Linked DNA regions of Mus musculus: region 1 is linked to region 2. The links are chromatin contacts, called in public HiChIP or PLAC-seq maps. All regions are on one chromosome and are shown on one strand. Each heading gives the region's core, a stretch centred on a gene start, on an enhancer-like site or on the middle of the called end of the contact. The rest is flanking DNA. Distances are from core to core; before and after follow the strand shown. Region 1 has its middle 15 kb from the start of Amz2. Region 2 overlaps Rgs9 (regulator of G-protein signaling 9).

Evidence for each region. HiChIP or PLAC-seq counts read pairs in DNA pulled down with a chosen protein or histone mark.
Region 1: an H3K4me3 HiChIP or PLAC-seq map of bone marrow-derived macrophages shows a contact between it and region 2, with 3 times the contacts expected there. The contact joins two enhancer-like sites. A contact is called at or near these places in 4 of 39 promoter capture datasets (the C10 cell line, the HPC-7 cell line, hematopoietic stem and progenitor cells and 1 more), 4 of 484 Hi-C or Micro-C datasets (the AML12 cell line, the HPC-7 cell line, embryonic fibroblasts and 1 more), 4 of 115 datasets of contacts at active chromatin or transcription factors (bone marrow-derived macrophages, embryonic stem cells, microglia and 1 more) and 3 of 9 other capture datasets (adipose tissue, liver and pancreatic islet).

What each region holds. Positions count from the first base shown.
Region 1 is chr11:109,408,245-109,413,923 of GRCm38.p6, reverse strand. No RefSeq gene overlaps it. Among named protein-coding and RNA genes, the nearest start is that of Amz2, 15 kb to the left of the region's middle. Within about 2 kb of position 3,088, at least 8 of the 459 cell types and tissues checked have an H3K27ac peak or open chromatin away from gene starts, as enhancers often do. A contact at or near this core is called in bone marrow-derived macrophages, where this site is marked.
Region 2 is chr11:109,244,209-109,249,706 of GRCm38.p6, reverse strand. It overlaps Rgs9 (regulator of G-protein signaling 9), which reads left to right. Exons shown (of 19, transcript NM_011268.2): 11 at 667-728; 12 at 1,530-1,643; 13 at 3,139-3,254. Among named protein-coding and RNA genes, the nearest start is that of Gm39440, 27 kb to the right of the region's middle. Within about 2 kb of position 2,561, at least 20 of the 459 cell types and tissues checked have an H3K27ac peak or open chromatin away from gene starts, as enhancers often do. A contact at or near this core is called in bone marrow-derived macrophages, where this site is marked.

The sequences.
Region 1 (5,679 bases), core at 1,839-4,338, 160 kb before region 2:
GGGAAATAAGGAGTTTCCCTTCTGCTCTGGGACTGTGAGGCTGAGATTTGGTGACTCATGCGAAGGGTGGGTGGGTGGGTAGTGTCAGGGAAAGGAAGGAGTCTGAAAGGTCACAGATAGCCCTATGGAGAAAATGATGCATCTGTCTGGAGGGAAAAAGGAAGTGGGGGTTGCTGAGCTGAGGGCAGGGAAGTGACATGTTTAATGTTAGGGAATTTTAGAGACATGAGGACACGTCTTCACAGCACCCTCCCCACAAATGTCCAATCCTAATCTAGAACCTGTAGATATTAATCCTGTTAGTGGAGCCTTGCGACAAGGGTATTCATGACTCTAGGGCATCCAAATTCATTTGAAAGGAAAATGGGTTTAAAGACTTTCCTGCTCTTAAAATATATATATCTCCTATAGAAGCATTTCTCAGCCTCAAACCAGGTACTCAGAGATCACTGCGGCTGTGGTAAATGAGGGCAGGCTATCTCCTGAGCTAGAGGCATCCCTGCTCACGTGATACTGAGAGAACAGAAGGTGCATGCTGCCCACATGGTACTGATTTTGCAGGCTGGAGAATGGAGGTTGTAGGGTCATGGAACTTGTACCAGGTTCTGGAAAGTTCTGGAAAGCCCCTGAAGCATTGCAATGCATGGCAGTGTGGGATTTCCTCCAAGGAGGCCTTGAGAGGCCAGTGTGTGAAGCTGTGAGGGTAAGGCCTAAGATGCCTCAGACACCCATAATGTTGGAGACTCCAGGACTGTGGGACATCTGTGGAGGGAAGTAGCAGACTCGGAGTGGAGCCTGCCCAAGTCAGAGGCTAAATGTCCTTAAGGAGATACAACTGTGGTTAAGTTGGATGAATAGCTTAGTCCACTGGATCCCAGAGAATGATGCCACCAAGAGATGCTAGATGTCCACCCAGGATGCTCCACATGGAACTACAAGGTTTAGTATTTTCCCTGCTGGATTTGGTCTTGCCTTGGTGTCTTATGGTTTCCGTTGCTGTGATGAACTCCATGGCATGAGTACTAACTAGAAACCAAACTTAGGTCCTCGAGAAGAGCAGCAAGTGTTCTTAACCACTGAGCCATTGTTCCAGCTCCTAGTCTGATCTTTGATATCCTGTTTCTCCCATGTGGAATGGAATGTCTACTCTGTGTCACCATACATGAGCTGGCTCACGGTGAAGGGACTGCCTGAGACTCAGAGGAGACGTTGGGCTTTTGAAATGGTATTGCGACTGCTAATATTTGGTATGCTGTCAGAGATCAGACTAAGTGCATTTTGTGTTCCAAGGTGAACAAGGGCAGGCCCCTTGCCCACGTCCCCAGATCCCTGTATTGTCACACTATCATAACCTCCTATTCTAACGTGAATTTTATTTATTTATTTATTTATTTATTTATTTTTTCTTATGAGAAATGTCCACCCTAAATTCTCATGTTTAAATACTTGGTAGATCAGAGATCATTGCTGTGGTAAATGGGGGCAGGCCACCTCTTGAGCTAGCAGCATCACCTACCCACATGGGACTGAATTTGCAGGTCTGCAAAATCACCTGGTAGCACGCTTTTGGAAGGCTGAAAACCAGTACGGGGTGTGGGGGGGGGGGGCTAGATAAGAGAAGTGAGTCACTGGGGAGGGGCCTTGAGTTTTGGTAACCGAGATCCTTTCCCTTCTGTGTAACTGACCATTTTTATACTCCTGCCAACATGCATTCCCCTCTACAACAGATTGTATCCCTTCTTAAACTGTGAGCCAAAACAGAGCCTTCCTCTCTTAAGTTGTGTTTGTCACAGCAGTGAAAAAAAAAAAATCAACCCAACACTGCCTTCCTACTTTCCAAAACCCAATTAGAGTTCTTGCTGTGACCCCCCCCACCCAGCCATAAGCTCCATTGTACCTCAGGTCAACCTCTCTCCATAGAGTCCTCTTCCTTGTCTGTGTCTCTCTTTCCTCTCTCTTCAGCCAGCCATATTTTTCTTTTGCCTGCTACCTAGGGGACTTCTCTGGTGAAGCCAGGCCCATCCTCTATACTCTTGGTGCCTCACAGAAGCTTGCTCCAATCTAGGTGCCAGCCCAGGCAAAGCTCCATACATGGTAAGCTCTCAGCTTCCTCCTAACCATGCTGGCCCATGTAACCAGCATGCAGCCTGCGCTGTTCCTCACGTCCGAGAGCCTTTGTTGTGATTGTTTGGTGCTACTGTGGGTTTAGAGACAGGATTTTGCTCTGTAGCCCTGCCTGGCTTGAACTTGGGGCAACCTCCTTTATCTCTGGCCTTCCCAACACGATCTGCCACATCTGGCATGGTATTTTAGTATCCTTAAAGCCTTGGCCCCAATGCCTTCTCCTCCACCCAAATGTCCCTGGATCTGCCTAGGTGAACGAAAACAAGTACTTTCTAGTTCTTTCAAATGCATCTCAGAAATACTACCTTAGTTTAATGATATGGGCTTCTATGCTCTAGTCTGGCTATGAACACCTTAAATTCCGTTCTATAAGTAGATCTTCTTGGTCATTTTGTTTTGTTTTGTTTTGTTTTGTTTTGTTTTGTTTGAGATAGGGTCTCACTATGTGGCCCTGGCTGGCTGGCCTTGAAGTCACCAGAGATCTGCCAACTTCTGCCTCTGGAGTATTGGGATTAAAGTCATGTGCCACCATGCCCGGCACACAGTCCACTTTGTCACTAAAGTCATCCATCACATAACTGGTGCAGTAAACACAGTAAATTCTGTTACACTCTGTAGGCTTTTGAACTCTTTAACACGCATCCAGCAAGCTGTTAGATCCTGAGCTTTCAGGGGCTGGTTGAGGCAGAATTAGCATCTTTGCCCTTTGAAACATCACCAACACTCCCCCTGCCATACCCCCTCTTTCCTTTCTCCTCTCCTCCTCCTTTTTTCCTCTTCTGCCTTCTTCCTCTCCTCCCTTTCCATCTCTTCTTCCTCCTCCTCCTTTCCTCCCTCCCTTCTTTCTTTTCCTTCTCTTTCCCTTCCCACCCTTCTCTCTCCCCCCAACCCGCCCCGTCCCTCCTAGTTCAGCATTAGAGAACAAGCCAGCCCCAGGACCTTGTACATGCTGAGCAAGCACTCTGCTGTGGAGGTTAGCTGGCTCTTCAATTTTTTTTTTCAGTAGCCTTACCAAGCTATGATTTGCATACTCTAAACTTACTCAGTAGTCTTTAGTACAGTTACAAAGTTGCACAACTGTGACAGTGGGACTCTATGTACCTCAAAGCCCCCTCCACCGACACTCATCCGGTTTCCATTGCCGCCTGCATATTTGTATATTTGCATATTCTGGACATTTCCTACTAATAGGACCGGGTGGTCTGATTGTTAATGGTGAATCATTTTGTAACTGGCCTCTTTCACTTTGCATAGTCGTTTTGCGTTTCAGCTTCAGCTGCACTCCATCTCTTTGGATCCTGAGTGCAGTCCATGGCATAGTTTACACACTATTTTATTTACCCATCCATCAGCTATTAAACATTGAGGGTTCCAGTACTATTTTGACTGTCGTAAGTTAAAACTGTTACAAATACGCATGCGCGAAATTTCGTGTGAATGTTCTCGTTTCTCTTGGGTCTACCTCTGGGGTTAAAATGGCCACGACACAGGTTAATGCTCTTCATTGGGGTTTCCACTGTTGTGATAAAACACCATGGCCAAAAGCAACTTGGGGAGGAAAGAGTTTATGTCATTTTACAACTCTCAGGTCACAGTTTATCTCTGTGGGAAGTCAGGGCAGAAACTCAAGGCAGGAACCTGGAGGCAGGAGGAAGCAGAGGTCATGGAAGAGAGCTGCTTACTGGCTTGCTCCTCATGGCTCGCTCAGCCTGATTTCTTACAGAACCCAGGACCACAGGCTTAGATGTGGCACCACCCATACTGGGATGGACTCTGTACATCGTTAGAATTCATTAGAAACATCAAGTGTGTGTGTGTGTGTGTGTGTGTGTGTGTGTGTGTGTGTGTGGTGCTTGTTTTGAACACGGTGTCTCACTGTATAGCCCTGGCTGACCAATTTGCTATGCAGACCAGGATAGCCCCAAACTCAAACTCTTCCTCTCAAGTGGCAGAATTTAGAGGCGTTGGGCCACCGCCACCTGGCTGAAGGCTCAAATTCATTTTGCTTTGATTTTTTATTTGCACCCATTTTGTTTGCTTATCTTACTTGTGTATGTGCACACGTGCATCTATGTGTCCACACTGGCACATGGAGATCAGAGGACAGTTTGCATAAATTGGTTCTCTCCTACCAGGTGGACTTCAGAAATTCAACTCAAGCCCTCAGGCTTGTGCAGCAAGTCCCTTGATCATCAGGGTCCCTGTTTTGTCTTTAATTTTGTTATTTTATTTATTTATTCATTTGTGTGTGTGTGTGCGCGCACACATATGCATATGTACCACAGTACACATGTAGAGGCCACAGGGAAATCTGTGGGAGTCAGGTCTCTCTACCACATAGGTTCCAGGGATCGAACTAAGGCCATCAGTTCATATAGTACACCCCTGTACCCACTGAGCCATCTCACTTGCCTCTCTCTCTGTCTCTCTGTCTCTGTCTCTCTCTCTGTCTCTGTCTCTCTCTCTATGTCTGTCTGTCTGTCTCTCTGTGTGTCTCTCTCTCTCTCAATAGAATCTTAGTATTGTATAATTCAGGCTGGCCTCAAGCCTCAAGCCTCAAGCCCACTACATGGCTGAGGCTGGCCTTGAACTTGTGGAAACCCTTCCTGCCTTGGCTTCCGGAATGCTGAGATGATGGACATGAATCACCTCATCCACGTGAAAGCTCAAATTTAGGTTTGTTTGTTTGTTTGTTTTGTTTTTAAGACAAGGCCTCACTACATACATAGCCTTGGCTGGCTATAGAGACCAGGCTGGCCTCAAACTCGCAGAGTTCTGCCCACTTCTACCTCCCAAATGCTAGGATTTAAAGCATGAGCCACCCTGGCTGATTCTACAGAATCATTACCAAAAATTTCTTGGTTGCTTGAGGACCATGCTAAAGAAAGACCAACTTTTAGGAAACAAAGCCTGTGTTTTGGAGGCCAAGTGTCCTTCATGACACCCAGTGCACTGATGAATTTGAGCTGGGATTTTGTAAACAACCATGAGGACATCTTTGGAGATAAGCTCTGCACTGCCAGAGAATGTCACTGGGAAACTGTTTTCTTGGCTCAAAGCATCTGAGCCCCGGAGCTGATTGGCCTTTTAAGGTTCATACTTCTCAGGCACTGTAGGGTTGTGAAAATAGTTCTGAGCCCTAATGTTGGCTCAGGCACTGTAGGGTTGTGAAAATATCACTGAACCCTAACGTTGGCTTCGGATTGACTGGCAGAATACATGATAGAACCATCACAGTCGAAAGTTGTTCCCACTGAGACTCTCAGATGGGCTGGAGGGATGGCTCAGGGCTAAGGTCACTCACTGAGGCCACAGGACAAAGACCTTGCAGAGGACTCAGGTTCAGTTCCCAACACCCACATGACATCTTACAACCACATCTTTTTGCATTTCCAAAGGATCTGATACTCTCTCCTGACCTCAGAGGACATCAGGCACACACATGGTGTGCATCCGGTATATATAAACAACTGGAGAGATGGCTCAGCAGTTAGGCAGTTGAGTCTTAGAACCCTTGTCAGGCAGCACAGAACCATCTGTAACTCCAGCTCCAGG
Region 2 (5,498 bases), core at 1,312-3,811:
CTATCTACTTTGGTCGGTCTCTGCAGGACTTCAACGGATATCTCCCCATCTCACTTCAAACCTCCTTTGGACATTTTGTGTCCCGTCCCCCCGCCCCCCAGCTGTTGGTTTTTCTCAAACTGGCACACGATGGGTTAAGGAGAATATTGACCAGAAGTCTGAAGTGTGAACCCAAGCCCTGACTTAGAGATGTAGAGTACACTATTGGTGTAGATACATGGCCTTGGATCTTTGTAATATCAGAGTTAATTGTACTCAAGGGCGGGGAGTTGGAGATCATATTACTTATCTTGTTGCCTGACCAAAGCAACTTAAGGGTGGAAGGGTTTACCTGGCTCACAGTTCTAGGGGGATACAGTCCACCATGGGAGCAAGCGGGAGTCACAGCAGCACTGCACAAGGCAGCTGGTCACAGGGCATCCACAGTCAAGAAACAGAGAGCTATGAATGCAGTTGCTGCTCAGCTGACTTTCCTCGGTGTCTTCAATCCTGGAGCCCGGCCTGTGGCCTGGTGCTGTTCACTTTAAGGGTGGGGCCTCCCATCACAACCCAGTCTAGAAATCCCCACATAGACATCCCCAGAGGTCTGTCTGTCTGTCTGTCAAGTGATTCCCGAGTCGTGACTAACAATCACAGCTGTCTTCTAACAGCCGTCTCTCTTTCCAGATCATGTATTACCAACAGGCCTTAATGAGGTCCACAGTGAAGTCTTCGGTGTCTCTTGGAGGGTATGTCCCTGATTTGTCTTGCTAAATCACGAATGATAGGTGTGTAAGAGAATGTCTGCTTTAAGTCAAACATGACAGGCAACGTGAAAACTGACCGTAGGTTCCAATGAACCATATTTTGTCACTGCTGACTTCCAACATTAGGTTACAGGTCAGGGTCTCATAAAAATCTTCAGATAGCCTTTATACCTTCCCAAATTAATAGTTTTTTTAAAAAATGATCCATCTTCCCTAAAAGTAAGCCTATGGCTATGGGCAGAATTCATGGCAAGAACCCGTGGTTCTCCTTGCACACAGATAAGAGCATTGCTTCTGTCTCAGACATCAGGAAATGCATGAACTCAGAAGGCCCCACTTAGCTTGAGGCCAAAGGGTTTCCAGTAGTGCACTGAAGTTCCCAAACATAGGCATTATTGGTTCCAGAGGTGGAATCTAGAAGATCAGTGGTCTTGGTTCATCTGTGACAATTGCAGCTTCTAAAATGGACACCAAGACACAGATTGAGTCAACTTTGGAATGTAAAATCTTCCTATGACATGTGACAAAGCCATGTTTGAACTAGGGACAGAAAATTGACAAGGGGACAGGACTGGAAGAAAAACAGCACTATCACACTAGGACAGATCTCTCTAAATAGCTTCCCATCCCAGGGCTGTCACACATTTTTTTCTGAGAAGACAGTAATAGACATGTAACTAAGCCGATACCAGAAGAGAGGCCAGGCAGGCCAATTATGCCATGGAATTATCCGGGCTCTCTGGGTTGGATTTCTAGGAAGCCCTCTTTCTATCTGCTTTTCAGAATTGTCAAGTACAGCGAGCAGTTCTCGTCCAATGACGCCATCATGTCCGGCTGCCTTCCAAGCAATCCTTGGATAACAGACGACACCCAGTTCTGGGATTTAAATGCCAAATTGTATGTATTTCAAACATTGAAATTTTAACAAATCTGGTTTGTTTGATTTTATTTTGTCGAGTGTATGTGTGTGATGTGTTTGCACGTGTGTATGATTGAGACCAGGTGTGTGGGTCCATGTGTTCATGTGTATGGAGGCCTTAGGCTGGTATCAGATGTCTTCCTTCCACCCATCTACACTTTGTTTATTAAGTGGTGGTCTCTCACTGAGCCCATAGTTCTCCAGTTCTGGCTAGTCTACCTAGCTAGCTTTCCCTGGGGATCCCGTCTCTGCCTCCTGAGGGGGCAGTTTACAGGCGGCTACCACACCTGCTAGGTTTTTACATGAGTTCTGGAGACCCAAAGTGGTTTTCACACTTTTATAGCAAATGCTTTATCCACTGAGCCATCTCCTCAGCCCAAAATGTGCTTTATTTTAGGGTGGTCTGTGGTTCAGTTGGTAGAGTGTCTAGAATTCATGAAGCCTCAGATTTGACCCCCAACACAATATAATGGTGCACCTGTAACCCCAGCACCTGGGAGGCAGGAGGATCAGGCATTCAAGGTTCCTGAGCTACATAGCAGGTTCAAAGCCAACCTGGTATACACCAGGCCCTATATCAAGTTTGAGTTTTTTTTTTTTTGAGTTGTAATTCATATGTCATACAATTTACCCATTTAAAGTGTACAGTTAAAATTTTGTTATATTGACAGGGGAATATAATCTCTACCACAATGTTTTAAAAACAAATCTGCACCCTCTAGTTGTTGGTGCCCCCAAATCTCCACTCCCTGCCCTCCCCCTAGATGGTCAGTGGTCAATCTATTTTCTGATTATCCGTATTCTTCTATTCTAGATGCTTCCTGTAAATGACATCATAGGATGTGTGGTCTTTCATTGGGCATTTTTCACTTCCTGCTAAACTTTCAGAGTTTATTCACACTGTAGCAGGATGTAGCATTTTGTTTCAGTTTTGTATAAACAAACTTCCCTGTGTGAACCCGTCTGTCTAGAGAAGGACATTTGGGCTTTTCCCAAGTGGTAACTATCATGACAAATGCTGTCACAAACATTCGTGCACATTCAGGGTAAAAGGGAAGTCTTGGTGAGTGACAGATGCTGACTGGTAGCTGTGACCACAGCATCCAGGGACCAATATGTCACTGGAATTCTAACCTGGCTTGAAGGTGGCAGCCTGAGCCTTCATAGATTGTTTTATGACGGGGATCTTTACCCCTGAAGAACAGGGATCCACTGGGTTGTGACTCTCCCTCAGCTCTGGGAGGCCACATCTCTGGTGTGAACCCCAGGGGACTTGGAGGCTGTGTCCTCCTAGTAAGTGGCAACTTGGATTGTGTGTCTATGCAGAGGCTAGGGGGCAGAGCAAAACTGGGATCAGGTGGAGACATTGGCCAAGGACCTCATGAAGGTTGGTAGACCTATCACTCCCACTGAGGCTAAGTACAGCCCCTGTCTCCCAGGGAGTGCCACATTTACCAGTCACCATCCTTGCAGGGTGGAGATCCCAACCAAGATGCGAGTGGAGAGATGGGCTTTCAACTTCAGCGAACTGATTCGAGACCCCAAGGGTCGGCAGAGCTTCCAGTACTTTCTCAAGAAGGAATTTAGTGGTGAGTTCTCTTTCCTTCCTTCCTTCCTTCCTTCCTTCCTTCCTTCCTTCCTTCCTTCCTTCCTTCCTTCCTTCCTTCTTTCCTCCCTCTTTCCCTTCCTCCCTCCCTCCTTCCCTCCCTCCATCCCTCCCTACCTCTGTTCTTTCCTACCTTCCTCCTTCCCTCCCTTCCTCCCTCCCTTTCTTTTAATTCCTCTTCTCTCCCTCCCCTTCCCTCCTCTCTGAGACAGGATTACGTGTAGCCCAGGCTACCTCTTGGTTCTTTTGACTCTCCATCCCAAGTGCTGGGAACATGCATGAGACCCTCTACTTGGTGTTAAAGGGTGCTGAAGCTCGAACCCACAGCTTGGTGGGTGCATGGCAAAGACTTCAGGGACTAAGCAGCCCCTCCTTCCAGCACGAGTCTTTTAAAAAAAGTTACTCTCCCTTTCATGGCCAGCCTAGACTTTTAGGAGTTTTGCAGTGGGTGCTTCCATACCTTGTTAAGGTCTAAACAGGATCTCCTGCTTTCCCAGGAGTAAGAGTCTAACCTGGGTCCAGGACCTTCATTTTCCATAGGCTCAGAAAGTCACTGCATTCTGAGGTGTGTGTGTGTGTGTGTGTGTGTGTGTGTGTGTGTGTGTGTGTGTGTGTGTGTATAGCACCAGGGAATGTTAACATCTTTTCTACAATCTCCTTAGCCTCACTCACAATTCCCAGGGAATTCTCCATCCGTTCTTGGTTTCCCTCATTTCATTGCCCAGAGTTCTTCTAACCCATTTCCCTGGCCTCTGGCCCTCTACCCTCACCTAAGTACATCTTCAAAGGCCAGGAAGCTGAACAAGCTAAGCTTCCCAGGCTCTTTGGAAGTCCTATTGCCTTTAGCTTAGATGTTCTGTAGATTCAACCCAACCATGCATATCTTTTAGATTTATTTTATTTTACACACACACACACACACACACACACACACACACACACACACACACACCCACACCCCAATATGTATTTCTGTATACCATATGCATGCAGTGCCCATCCAGGCCGGAAGGGGTGTCATATTCCCCAGAATTGGAGTTACAAAGGGTTGTGAGCGGCCATATGGGTGCTGGGAATTGAACCGATCCTGGAAGAGGAGCCAGTGCTAAACCACAAAACCATCTCCAGCCCTGCACAGATATGTTAAACTCGTGTCCACCCCGGACCCAGATGCCTTTTTAATTGGACTGAGTTGCAGTCGCTGTGGTCTTGAAAGCTTCCTTGGTGATTGAAGTGTAACCTCTTGCCCTGGTTTCTTCCAAGCCTTCAGAGGATGCGGGCTTTAGTGGAGGAGGTCTGTCTCTGGGTGTCTCATCCACTGAGAAACATCCGGGAACACACTGAGGCCGGATTAGAACCAATTACACGTTCAATTTCTTTGCCACCTTTGCCGACAAATTGGCTTTTATGCGATTTATTTTATCTGTTTGTCCATTCCCATCACCGGGGAGCTCCGTGATTGGGTTTGAGACTCCAAGGCTGATTACCCTAAAGCAGTTAGTCTGGGGCCCTGCTTCTGAAGCGAGTCATACTGGACGTGCTTTAGTCTGGATGGCGGCCCGATACAGAGCATTGCATTAGAACATGGCTTGCTGTAAATCATTCTCTCTAAGCAAGCCAAATCGCATAAATGTAATAGCCCTCCGAAAGATGGATGGAACAGGAGCGGGCGCCTCGGCGCCCCGTGACTAAGTGGAAATGGTGCCATCTAGTGGACAGTAAGTAAAGTAGCATGCTGAGCTTCAGCCATGCATCCCTTGATAAAAGCAAGCATCTAGAAAATTTTCCTTGCATCTCTGAAACCGTATTATATAGTCAGTCTCCTGAGGAGCGTCAGAGGGATTCATGTATGAACAGGGAACACAAACCATTGGTTTTCTTATTTAATTAAAAACTTAAAACTTAGGTATGACCCATATGCGATTCATCCCCACCCCCACCCCCACCTTTAAATTGAAGTTTCATATAACCCAGGCTGACCTCAGATTCACTGTGTGGCTGAGGGTGAACCTGACGTCCAAGTCCTCCTGCCTCTGTCTTCCAAGTGTTCTGTTGTTGTTGTTGTTTGGTTTTGAGACAGCAGCTCTCTGGGTAGCCCAGGCTGGCCTCAAACTCGTGATCCTCCTGCCTCAGTCTCTGAAGCAATAGAATTGTGTAGCCCACCACCCTGGGCTCAATCCAGTGGCTTTGATGTCTTGCGTCATCTTATATATTCACCGAACCGTAC